Linked DNA regions of Sus scrofa: region 1 is linked to region 2. A link is a contact called in public Hi-C data. All regions are on one chromosome and are shown on one strand. Each heading gives the region's core, a stretch centred on a gene start, on an enhancer-like site or on the middle of the called end of the contact. The rest is flanking DNA. Distances are from core to core; before and after follow the strand shown.

The links. A called contact is a pair of places that touch in the nucleus more often than the background predicts.
Region 1: a Hi-C map of liver shows a contact between it and region 2, with 2.5 times the contacts expected there. The contact joins the enhancer-like site here to the promoter of ZC3H7A in region 2. A contact is called at or near these places in 1 of 5 promoter capture datasets (fetal liver), 7 of 47 Hi-C or Micro-C datasets (embryonic fibroblasts, heart right ventricle, liver and 3 more) and 2 of 2 datasets of contacts at active chromatin or transcription factors (alveolar macrophages and skeletal muscle).

What each region holds. Positions count from the first base shown.
Region 1 is chr3:31,437,303-31,443,534 of Sscrofa11.1, reverse strand. It overlaps TXNDC11 (thioredoxin domain-containing protein 11), which reads right to left. Exons shown (of 12, transcript XM_021086601.1): 10 at 6,148-6,232; 11 at 2,515-2,595. Among named protein-coding and RNA genes, the nearest start is that of SNN, 15 kb to the left of the region's middle. Within about 2 kb of position 1,769, at least 14 of the 83 cell types and tissues checked have an H3K27ac peak or open chromatin away from gene starts, as enhancers often do. A contact at or near this core is called in liver, where this site is marked.
Region 2 is chr3:31,330,048-31,336,638 of Sscrofa11.1, reverse strand. ZC3H7A (zinc finger CCCH domain-containing protein 7A) reads right to left here and starts at 4,153. Exons shown (of 23, transcript XM_021086593.1): 1 at 4,009-4,153.

The sequences.
Region 1 (6,232 bases), core at 520-3,019, 110 kb before region 2:
AATTGATAGCTAAGAACGGCCCCTTGAAGAGCGGGCGAGGACAAACACGCAGAGGCCGGATCTGCCACCAAGCTCTGCGGCACAAACTGGTCGTCAAGGACAGTCGGTGGGAAGCATGGCCGCACGGAGCTGCCGAGACCCCTCAGCGTGTGTCTCTGGGCAGAAAAGGACCCTGGTGAGCATCCTCTTCGAATCTCTGGAGCAGCCTCCATGAACCTACCCGACGGCTGTGCTAAAATGCCTCCCCACCTCTCAGGAGTGGCGAGGACATGGAGCATCGATAAACTGCTTCCAGAACAGTAAGCGTTTGGGAAGTGCAGGGGGTGCAAGGGCCCACTGTTGACTCTTCTCTAAATTCACCAGGGGCTTCCTTATGCACTCGAGCATGTAAAGGGCCAAATATAAGATGACAAAGAAGGAGACAAAAGGGACCTGCTCCAAAGAAGGGGCTGTAACACTGAGGGAGGAGTTAGGTCCTTCCCAGGGGACACATTGGGGTGATTCTCCCACCCCCTTTCTGATCTCCCGGCCAGGCTGGCCCAGGCACCTGCATTCTGCAGTATCACAGAGTGGTTCTCAGATGCACCTGCACAGGAAGGCCGGCCCTGCCAGGAGCAGGAGGCCCAGGCTGTGCACTGAGGCAGAAGACAAGTTCTTTCGGATAGTTTTTCTCTTTTATGATTATAAAATACCATGTGCTCTCCTCGGACAATGTGCAAAGGACATAAAAAAAATACAAGAGGCACCCCCCTCACCGCCTGTAACCCTCACTCCTCCAACACCATTGTCAACATTTGGACACCTTCCCTCTGCACACATTTTAACCCAGTGTGTGTGTAAACTTATATTTTACCGAAACACATGTACACTTTTATATCTTTTCACTAAAAATAACATAAGCATGTGCGCTGTGAAAAATGCCTTGCTGCAAGTTATCAGTCTTTCCATTTCCTCTCCTATGAGCCATCAGCTCACATCCTTTGCCGCTTTCTTTACCTTCTGAGTGAACTGAGCGCTTGCTTTGGACTAGCTACGGAGGTGCTTACTCCACTTGTGACTGCCATTCATTTTTAGGAAATAAGAAAAATTCCTTTCCAAAGCAGTAAGGCTTTGGTCTACTAAGCTCTCTCCAAACAGAACTGGACAGTTTCCTATTCAGTATTTACATTCTCGACTTTTCTGCTCAAGGGAAACAGGAAGGGGTGGCAGTGACCTTCCTGCAGGGTACAGAGAGTGAGCTCATCTCGGAGCTGACCGACCCCATCAGGCACACTGAGAATGAAAGGCACTCGACCCGAGCATGAAACAATTCTAGTTGCTGAGAACTTCATGGAAAAGCATGTGCGTGCGGGGTGTTGTGACTTCGACGCTTTTGCAAACTATGTTTGGAATTTGAAAATTATGCTGCATTCAAGTTCATGCCCCACCCCCGTCCACACAGATGCAACTGCTTGTGTTACTGTCCATGGTTCCTTGACTGTGTGGCATTTGAGACACTTCTTAGGAAAAAAAAAAAGGCTCATCACGGCATACTCGGCGGTGAAATTGGGTGAGCTCTGCTTTTGGTGCAGGGTTAGACAAAACCCTACTACCACTTAAATATTTCAGCCAAAATTCTTTGAGATAGAGAGGAAACGCCAAGGAAATGATTCAGTACACATAAAGGAAGCACCATCCCAGAGAAACACACGGCAGTGGCTGCAATAAGTGCTAACCGTGAGCGCAGGAGGGACGTCACTGAAAACCATCCCGCCAATGCTCTTCCCTTGTAAAGATACTGCCGGAGCCATGTGACCAGGTCCCCGAGGACCCATCCCTTTAAAAACAAAAGGGAATCTGTACAAAGAGAACAGCTGGTTTGCCAGACTTTAAAAGGCCAATGGTTAATTTCCCTTCTACCAAAACATCCGGATCCGCATTTACTAGCCACCAGGTCAGCATCCCCTTGCTAAGAGCCCGTCCCTGCTCGCTGGGCTTTCACGGGAGTTGATGGGAGCACTGGCCTCAGACAGATGTGGGGAGGTCACAGAAGTCTGTACCCTAAGGAGAAGGCTCCCTGAGGCCCCACGATCCAGGTGCAGCCGGCAGGAGAGCCATCAGCAGAGCTCAATGAGAAAAGGCTCTTGGGAAAGGGGACAGGCCGGGCCCGACCCCCTGGGAGCTCAACGAATGAGCTGCTGTTCCATCCCACGGGGCTCTCTGCTGCCAAGCCCAGCGTCCACTAGGCGCTCATGAGGCCAAGAGTATGCCTGTGCCTGTGGCCACGTTCACATCCATGTAAAACCCACATTGCAGAAGGGGCTACACCTGACAGGGTGACACTGCACCCGACAGGGTGATGAACCAAAGCCCTTTTACTCTCGGTGCCTAATGGTACTTTTTTGGAATATTTTATTCAAAATAGTTTAGCAATGACTAATGATTTATATTTCACTTCCATAAAGTACTTTATAAACTCTTTTTTTTCAGCAAAAGAACCCCACCTGCCCAAATATTGAAAACATTCAGCATTACCTGTTACAGGGAAAAAATAAGACAGTAGGAAGACGGTCAACCATAAATTCCCAAGGAAGATCATTCTGCGACACATCGATCCTGGCAAAGGAGAAACAGGAAAAGTAAAGGATCAGCCCAAGACACTCCAGCATGAAAGGATCTTCTCCGACAGTGAAGAATGCAGCATGCCCACCGTCTGTCCATGCGGCCTGGGCTGCTGCCTCGCAGAAGCGCGCACCGGGGCAGCAGGCGCGGCGCCGGCCGGAAGCACCGGTACTTTCAGGCCTTGGGTCGGTCCCCCTAACTCACCCAGCGAGACGTCACGTCCTGAGAGTAAACATGAAATTCCAAAAAAACCCCAAAAAACAAACAAACCCTCACTGACTCTTCAGGAGTCATCTACCCACCTGACAGGACCTGGGCAAGGACTGTAATCCCTGAATCCGCTCTGGAAAGAGGAAATCGTTGCGCAAGATCCATCAAGCTGGGAGTTCCTGCTGTGGCTCAGTGGTAATGAACCCAACTAGTATCCATGAGGACTCGGGATTGATCCCTGGCCTTGCTCAGTGGGTTAAGGATCTGGTGTTGCTGTGAGCTGTAGGCTGGCGGCTACAGCTCTGATTCGACCTGTAGCCTGGGAACCTCCACATGCCATGGGTGCAGCCCTAAAAAAGAAAAATAAAATAAAATAAAATAAAAATGATATAACCTGAGTTCCCACTGCGGTGCAACAGGATCAGAGGTGTCTTGGAAGTGCTGGGACACAGTTTCAATCCCTGACCTGGCACAGTGGGTTAAGGATCCAGCGATGCCACAGCTGTGGCTTAGGTGGCAACTGTGGCTTAGATCTGATCCTTGGCCTGGGAACTCCATGTGCCCCCGGGGGGCCAAAAAAGGAAAAAAAAATTTTAACTTAAAAAAAATGACATAACCAAATCATAATGGTTTTAAATAGCTTTACTAACAAAAGAGCATTCCTGCCTCTGCCTGAGAAAGCCCACCTAAAACATTAAAGTCCTATTTTTTTTTTATTATTCTTTTTTTGCTTTTAAAAAATCAGCTTCATTGAGTTAGAGGTTATATGCATGACAATGTACCAATTTTAAATACACATTCCTCTGAGTTTTTGAAATTGTTATACAGCACGTGACCACTCTCAGTACAGACACAGCACTGTCATGGCCCCACATGTTCTCTTTTGCCCCTTCCAAGTCAACCCCCCCCCCCACGAGGTGTATCATTAGAGCTCTATTTTTAAAACAAGTGGTATGGAACAGTTTATTCTACAGTCAAATGTGTTTTCCCTCCCGGTTTTTACTTCAAAGAAAAGACAAACTGTAAGAACTGAAAAATACATATATGTAAACATCCCCTCGGAATTCCACCAGGCTACCTGGGACCTTCTTTCTGGGCATCTCATTCAGCCCGTGGGGTACATGCCTACATCCTGTTAAGAACAGCGACCATGTTTCCGTCATATTTCATCCTCTCTTCCTGTCAGTCAACTGCATGAAGAGCACTGTTCCAATGAAGGGGTAAATATCCCATCATACGCCCACCGACCCATAATTTACTGACTTGACCCTTTCCCTACTGTGGGATATAAATAAGGCACAGTGATGGTCACGCGCTTCTCTGGAAGTCCCATTTCCTTAGTTCCCCAAAGTGAAATCAACTGGCTCAAAAATATATACCCATTTTTGTGACGTCTTGCAAATGCCGCATTCCACAAAGTTTATGCCCATTTATTTATCCTATTAGCTCTATCTGACTGTGCTGGTTTCATTTTATTTGATCAACACAAGATTCTGCCATGTAAGAGTACTGGTTAGTTTAATGAGTGTACATGACCCTGTTATTGTTTTAATTTTCGTTTACTGGTTATAATTTCCCCCAGGCTTTATTTACTGTCTCTTCTCACTTGACAGGCTGTTCCTGTCCTGTCTTCACACTGCAGTCCCTCTCAGCAGCTTGGCCCCACCTAATTTCCATGTAAAAAAATTGTGGTATAATATATATATAAGATAAAATTCTCCATCTTAACCATTTCTTTCTTTCTTTCTTTCTTTTTTGGCCGAGCCCATAGCATGCGGAAGTTCCTGGGCCAGGGACTGAATCCAAACCACAGCAGTGACGATGCCAGATCTTTAACCGCCAGGGTACCAGGGAACGCCTATCATTTCCAAGTATATATGCATCCAGTGGTCTGAAGTACATTCACAACGCTGTGAAACCATCACCACCACCCGTTTCCAGAGCTCTTTCATCTTGCAAAACAGAAACTCTGTCCCCGTCAGAGAACAGCTCCCAACTCTCCCCTGCCCCAGCCCCGGGCAACCAGCCCTCTGCGTTTGTCTCTATGAATCTGACCGCGCCCGGGGCCTCATGTAAGCGGACCCATACAGCATCTCTGTCCTTCTGTGTCGCATTTCACTTGCAGGAACATCCTTGAGGGTCACTCGTGTTGTAGCCTGTGTCAGGATTTTCTTCCTAAATGTTTAATTAAGGCTGAATAATATTCTGTTACATGTACAAACCACAATGTCTTCTCAGCAGTTTCTTAAACCACTTTCGTTTCTCAGGGTCTGGAGTGTGAACACTTGATTCTGAATCCTGGTCCCTGTCTGGGCAAACTGCTTGATCTTTTTTTGGGCCGAAACAGTTTCTTCCTCAGTAGAAAGAGAGTGAGTCAGATAACACGTATATGTAAAAATCTCTCAGCATAGGAACTCATCAAATTTGGCTCTAGTTATTACTCATGTTGTAATAGCTTACAACAGGTAAGCTATCTATGCTGTAAAAATATAGCTGTTGTTCTTTTCTGAGTCTATTTTCTTTATTTCATTGCACATTTTTCTAGGGGAATCTATTCGTCTTTTCCTTATTCTTTCAACTGTTTCGTTTTGGGAAGTTTCCATCTCTCAATGGAACTAGCAAATCCAATATTCTCTATTCTGCTATTTTTTCTATGATTTGATCTCATACTTAAGCCTATCAATCTGAAGGGATTTCTTTGGAGGGGAAATGAAGATACAGCTTACTTCTAAATAATTTCCCCCTCAAACCGCCTACTACCTTATCCAAAAACTTGGAGCCTTGTGGACTTTTTTTTTTTTTAACAAAACAATGGCTTAAAAAATTTTTGTTCACTAAAGAGCCCACGGACGTACCACGGAATCACAAAACTGGAAGGCGTGGATATCAGCCAATCACTCCTCTTACTTTTAGGCGTGAGGAGGGAAATGAGGCCTGGTGGAGAGATTTGCTTCGGGTCCCAGGGCCAGTTGGCAGCACACCAGAGACTGGCCCCCCTTCTGCTGCGCTGAGGCCCCAGTGTCACATATGCCAGAAAGCTGACCACTTGGGGGGCCATCTGACCAACAGGTCGGCACTGCTCCCTCAGAACGACACCCGCCCTTCTAGGAACTCAATCGGGACTAAACACACTCAATACCATGGAAGGGACACTCAGGGTTCATCAGGAAAACTTTGGCTCCAATGAGGTTTGGCTCGGGGCTTTAAGCTGACAACCAACCAAGTCTTACCCAAGGTCAACAGTAAACAGGCAGACCCCTGCAAACTAGTGGCTACGCCGTAAGGCGCGTGAAGACAGGCGCCCGGCCCGGCGTGCTGCAGCCCAGCTTTCCTTACCTGGCCACGGTGAACGTATCCGCGGGCAGGAGCCGGGCCAGCTGGATGAAGATGTGATTGAGGGATGGACAAAAGCCGCACCACT
Region 2 (6,591 bases), core at 2,904-5,403:
CGGAATTTCATTCAGTTAACTACTCTCGCCGGCAGGAACACACGTCACCTTTCTGGAATCAGCTGTTACTCACTGAAGTTTTACAGAAGGAAAGGTACGCAGAGCTCTGGTCTACATAATCCCTTAACTACTGGTTCAGCACCTGTTCGGCGAAACCCATTAGCGCCAAGTCTAGTCCGATGCTGAACCACGGAATGCAAAACCATGAAAGTTTGGCCTTTCATGGTAACTTGAGAATCCAGCTCCCATTAGCAGAGGACAACAAGGCAAAGAAATGTGACTACAACACACGGTAGGGACAGAAGGAACGGCAAACACGGCCAGCTCGGCCTGCACTCCAGACACTCTTCTAAGTGCTTTACGTGGGTCAAAGCATCTGATCCTCCCGAGGAGCCTAGGAGGTGGGTGTAGGAGGAAGCCGAAGCACAGAGGGGTGACGCAGTCACAGAGGTCACACAGCTTGGGAGTGGCCGAGCCGGCCGGGTTGGCGCCCAGCCTGCCTTCTTATCCACGGAGCTATTTTGCCCTGCATGTGCCAGTGCTGCCTGGAGCGGGGCGAGCTCGTCCGAGTTGGCCCTGGGCTGGGCTGGGCAAGACAAATACAGCTCTGGCAGACAGGTGGGCACTTGACAGCCACTCAGGAGGAACAGAATAAACACAGGCCTCTGCACACGCAGGCAGACACGATGACGTGTGCAAGGGACGTAATTTAAGACAATCTGGACAAGTGGAAGGGACGCGGGGAGTTAGGACAGCAGTCCAGGGATGATCTCCATGTGGAATCCGCCCACGACGTCATGGGTGTAGACGTGAGGAATGAATATTCAACAGCCTTCGGGCCAAGACAGCCTCTCACAGGACCAGAGAGGAGGCCCCAGGGCATGGGGCCCAGGGCTTGTATTTTTCCCTAAGAAGCTAGTCCTAAATTTCAGGTGAGACATTATTATGAGTACCCACGTGTAGTAAATGCGGCCCTCAGCCTCCAGCCTCTCTTGGAAATGGCAGAAACAAACAAACAAACAAACAAACAAACAAACGCGCTTGAAGTAACAGCTGGGTCCAGGCCAGCTTGCAACAGTGTGAGCTCATTGTGGGAACTCTTCCGGCAGCAGCAGGATACACTTCACCCCTCAGAGACCACATGCCCAGGGAGCGAACCCGCATTACCTGGTTCTCCCTACAACGTTCCACTGCCCTCTTGAAACTCGGACTCTCCTGCTGGATATTTGATGAGACACTTTTTCCCCTTGATGGAGAAAGAAGCCCTCCGGATGAAGGCTGTGCGAAACACCTTCAGGAAGCATGTTCCTACTTTCTGCCACCCCACCTCCGCCCGCCCCGGAGCTTTGCTCTTTGAACTTGCCCTCAGATGTGTGCAGGGTGCCTCTTAAGGAGCCCAGCCCCCTGAAGGCCCGGGAAAGAGCTCACCACACACAAGAACTCCGCTTGGGAGGGAAGATGAACAGGAAAGACGTGAAATTTTCCAGACCGTCCGCCCAGGGGCCCCAGACCCTGGGTCGGTGACTACAGAGGAGGTTCTGCAGTGCCAGATAAATATCCTGCTCCAGACTCCGGGAGTCTAATAACATGCAAAGGTTCCACTTTCTTATTTGTGAAACACAAAACTTTCAGCCTCTCTCTGACTGCCTCCATCACATGGTTCCTAAGGCTTCACAAGGTATGGGAAATTCATATGCACCGATGAACAAAACATCGCTAAACTCCCAACGAAATTAAATCCCAAATGTCTTGTTGGGGCAAAACCTAATAAGGATGAGTAGCCTGGTTTCTTTACATCAGAGGAAATTTTCACCTCACTTAATATGCTTCTGTCACGTGTGTGTGTGTGTGTGAATTAAAATAGATGTACTGTCACAAGCATACATTTTTTAACTTCTGGATCAATGTTTTACTATTTCTCCCAACTAAAAATACTATCTAAAGTTTTTCTCCCCCCCTAGAAATACTATCTAAAGTTTTGCCTTCTGAGATGTAAACACTTCACACTTTGGAGAAAACAAATTTAACTTCCGATCATAAGATCCCAGAGAAAAAGCATTTTCATTAAAAAAAAAAAAAAATTCGAGATATTATTTGGGAATCAAGTCTCCACACATCACACTTTCTCTAAAAAGCCCTTCTAGAGCACCCCCGGCAACAGGATACAGACATTCATTGGAATGTTCATATCTTTCCAACAGTCACCCTCCCTAGAGTTGACATTCTATAGTAATTGATTCTCTCTCACTTAACATTGATTTCATCCTCCCAAACTGGCAGGATTTACAGTCAATCAAGAATTGGGGACAATATGGTGCCAACCACCATTTTTACTGGCAAAAAACCCTGACAGTTATCTAAGGGCTGGAAAGGGAAATGGGTGTAGTGACGTCAGGGCATGACAGGGGCCCCCAAGCAAAAGTCAGAGTAACTTGGAGAAAGGCTTTCAGATGGCAGAGGCCCTGAACATGAGCAGGCTCGCTGTATCACACACACGCAAATATTGCAAACACGCAGCTTCAATAACTTATGATCCGACTGAGTCCAATCCTCTGCAACTATTTCCACCGTGTACTCCAGTGCACAGGAGATGACATTTTTTCCCCAAAGAAAATTCTGTCCATGAACTTGACTGCAAATGAGGACAAAATCCTCCTTAAGCCATGGGCTCGACAGTTCAGCGGAGGGTGAGAAGGAAGAGTGTCTAGGAGAGAGGAGGCCACATGCCATCAGAGAAGCAGGCAAAGAGAAAACAGATGGCAGAAGCTCCTACTACCCCTGCCCTCATTCCAATGCTCCAGCTGAACGCTGTCCAACAGAAATATGCCAGTCGTACATTTAATTTTCAATGTTCAAGTAACTGTGTTAAAAAGAAGTAAAAAGAAACCAATGACAATAATATATTTGAGTCAACCCACTATGTTCAAAACAGTATCATCTCAACCGCTATTATTTAACTTGGAAAGAATTATGAATGAGATATCTTTACTTTTTTTCCTTACTAAGCGTTCAAAATCAGGTGTGTCTTTTTCACTGGGAGCACATCTCAACTCCGTCTAGCCACATTCCAAGTGTTCAACAGCTCCTTGCGGCCAGTGGCCACCTTCCCGGGCAGGGCACCTCGAGTCTGGGCAGACCCTCGGTCCTTAAATACCAAACACGGCACCTTCTTTCATGCCTACATTCCGGGGGACAGGGAAAATACTCAACTCCCGATAAATTCACCCAATCAGGGTGCAGGCGCGACCTCTCGGGGACCAGCCGGAGCTTTCCAGCTGGACCACACCCCGGCAATGACCGTCCCCAACAGGAAATTCACGCTAATGGGAACTGACAGGTCCTCATTCTTTAAGGGTGGGGAAAGAAACCTAAAGCCTGGCCGTCTCCAGATCCACAAAAAAGATAGGAAACAATTCGCCGCGCGTCCTAGACGTGCGCCCCGCGCAAAAAAAAAGGGGGGGGGGGAACAGCCCGAAATAAACGAGCCAAGCGCACCGGGCTCATCCTTCCCGCCCCCAAACCTACGGTACTGAATTAGGGGTCCCCGATCACAGAAACAGAGAGAAATAATGAAAACAAAAAAATCCTTTTTTTTTTTTTTAGTTAAATAACCAGAGAGGAGGTATTTTGCCAACGGAAATGCACGCAAGCATGGGATGGAGGGAGCGGGAGCCCTCTACGCCCCGCTAGGGGGACACGCGCCCCCAGGGTGAGACCCCCGCCGCCCCCATCGGAGGGAGGGGACAAGGACCCGCCCGCCCGCGGAGCCCCGCGGCGGCGCGCGCTCGGACCGCCCCTCCGCAGGGGCCGCGCGCCCTTTGTGGCCGAGCCCTCCGCCCCCTCGGCTGCCGCGGGGCGGCCTTGCGCGCCGCCCCTCCCCCGCCCGGCGTCCGTTACCGGCGCGCGCGAGCACGAGGCGGCGGCGGGGGCGCGCCGGGCGGGGGCGCCGGCGGGGGAGGGGCGGCGCGCGGGCCGGGAGGGCGGCGGGGCCCGGCGGGACCCACCTACCTGCGGGGACGGCCGCGCCGGGGGACGGACAGCAGCGCGCGGTGAGCGGGCGGCGGCGGCGGCGGCAGCGGCCTGGGCGCTCGCTCTCACCTTCCCTCCGCGACCGGCGGCGGCGGCGGCTCCGCTGCGCCCGCGCGGCGCCCTCTAGTGGCCGGAGGCCGCGCCCGCCGCCCGGGAGACGCGGCCATTGGCTGCGACCGCGAGCGTCGGCGCCGGGGGCGGTGGCGGCGGCGACGCCACGTCGGGCCGGGCTGCAGAGATCCTCCGCCGTGGGTTCCGGGGCCGCCTCCCGAGCGGGAGCGCGGTCCGCAGCGGGCTGGGACCGCGGGAGGGAGCGAGTAGGGCCAAGGGATGCTCGGACGCGCCGGTGCTGAGAACTAATTCTGGGTGGACGTGCAATTCACATGCGCCGTGGGTGTTTTTTCTGGGCAGCGGCCCTGGAGCCGAAGAGCAGGGAGTTAGAACAGCGTCTACCAGGGAGCTGACCTAGTTTCGGGTATGGGGAGGCCTCCCCGGAGACACTTTATTTAGCAAATCCTAAGCCGGTGTTTCGTACTTTGCCAATTGTAACCCTTCGGAGCCTCAGAACAAGCATCGTTGTCCCCATTCCTACACCCCTACAGCAGAGGAAGGGGGGCAGAGCTCAGGAGCAGCTCTGGGTTGGACCCTGAGCGGGCCTGGCTCCCTGCCTTTCAGGTCTCCGCCCAAATGCCACCTCATCCACCTGTATTTTCAACAGCCCACTGTGCTCTAGGGCTCAGCAGTGGGCAAGGCAGGGTCTCTGTCCCATAGCGGGATGGGGAGTAGCGGTGGGGACCCTCCGAGACGCGAAGGAGACCATTTCCGACGGTGTAAACCGAGATTACAGCAGGGGAATGAGACCGTGATGGGCGGGCTTCACTTACGGTAGAGGGATGACTCTGGGAAGGTTCTGAGAAGGTGATGGCCAGGGAGATGGAGAATGTTCTCCAGGCAGAGGGAAGGGCGAGTGCAAAGGCCTTGAGGCTGGAGCTTGAACAGGAGAGTCCTCTTTGGCTGGTGGCAGGGAGGGAGGGTGGGCGGGTGATGGGGGACTTTGGAGTTTATTCTGTGTGGCACTAATGGGTCTGATTTGGGAGTGACAGGATGTGATTTGCACCTGAGAAAAGCTCTCTGGCTACTGTGCAGAGACTGAGCCATAGGAGGGGTGAGAAAAAGGGAGAAACTAGCCCGGTGACTCTGACAGTGGTCTGAGTAGATTTACAAACCAGATGTATTCATTAGCTCAGGCTGCTGTAACAAAATATGGCAGGTTTGGAGGCTTTTTTTTTTTTTTTAATTGAATTATGGTAATGTGTTAATTTCTGCTGTACAGCTAAGTGACTCATATATCCACACAGGCACACCCACATCTACATAACACGCATTCTTTTTCGTATTCTTCTCCATTATGGTTTATCACAAGATACTGAATATAGTTCCTTCCCTGTATTATCCAGTAGAACCTTGTTATTTAGCTTGTATATACTAGCTTGGATCTGTTCAACCCAAACTCCCAGTCCTCCCTTCTCCCCGCCCCCCAAGGTTAAGTCCGTTTCACCTGCTTAAGTCCGTTTTCTATGCACAGACCTGGAGGCTTAAATTAGAATTCATTTTTTCATGTTCTGGAGGTTGGAAGTCCAAGATCAAGGTGTTGGCAGGGTTGGTTTGTGAAGAGAACTCTCCCCTTGGCCTGCAGAGGACAGCCTTCTTGCCGTGTCTTCACGGGGCCTTTGCCGGGTATGTAAGCATTTCTCTTCCTGTAAGGACACCTGTCATGTTGGCTTGCCCCCCGCACCTCATGACTTCACTTAATTACCTCCGGGGAAGCCCTATCTTCTTGTTAGGGGTTAGGGCTTCACCATGTGAGTTTCGATGGACCCAGTTCAGTCCACGACACAAGGTATGTGCTGTGACAGAAACATTCAAGTAGAACTGACAGGGGCTGGCTTTAGGGGAAGCCCCTCTGAGGAAGGGGTTCTTCTGGTCACTTCAGGTCTCAAACATCTTCTCTTGGAGAGGCCTTCCCTGTCTGCCACCTAATAAAATTGCTGGAGTTCCCATTGTGGCGCAGCAGAAGCGAATCCAACCAGGAACCATGAGGTTGCGGGTTTGATCCCTGGCCTTGCTCAGTGGGTCGAGGATCCGGCGTTGCCATGAGCTGTGGTGTAGGTCGCAGACACAGCTCAGATCTGGTGTTGCTGTGGCTGTGGTATAGGCCGGTGGTCACAGCTCTGATTAGACCCCTAGCCTGGGAACCTCCGTATGCCCTGGGTGCGGCCCTAAAAGGACAAAAGACAAAAAAATAAAATAATTGCCCATTATCCCTGCCCCCTCTTGGCTTCTTTAGAGCAGCCATCGCTGACTGGAATGACCTTGTTTAATCGTTTGGGTGCCTGTGTGGGGTCTGCCTCCCCCCCAACCCCCCCACCCAGGACAACAGAGACCCTTCCCGTTTTGTTCTCTATTCCAAGCCCCCAGAAGTGTACCCCAGACACCATAAACACTTCTCAAACAGGTGCCCCGGGAACCTTGGAGCTAAGATCTGCCGATGAACGAGAGGTG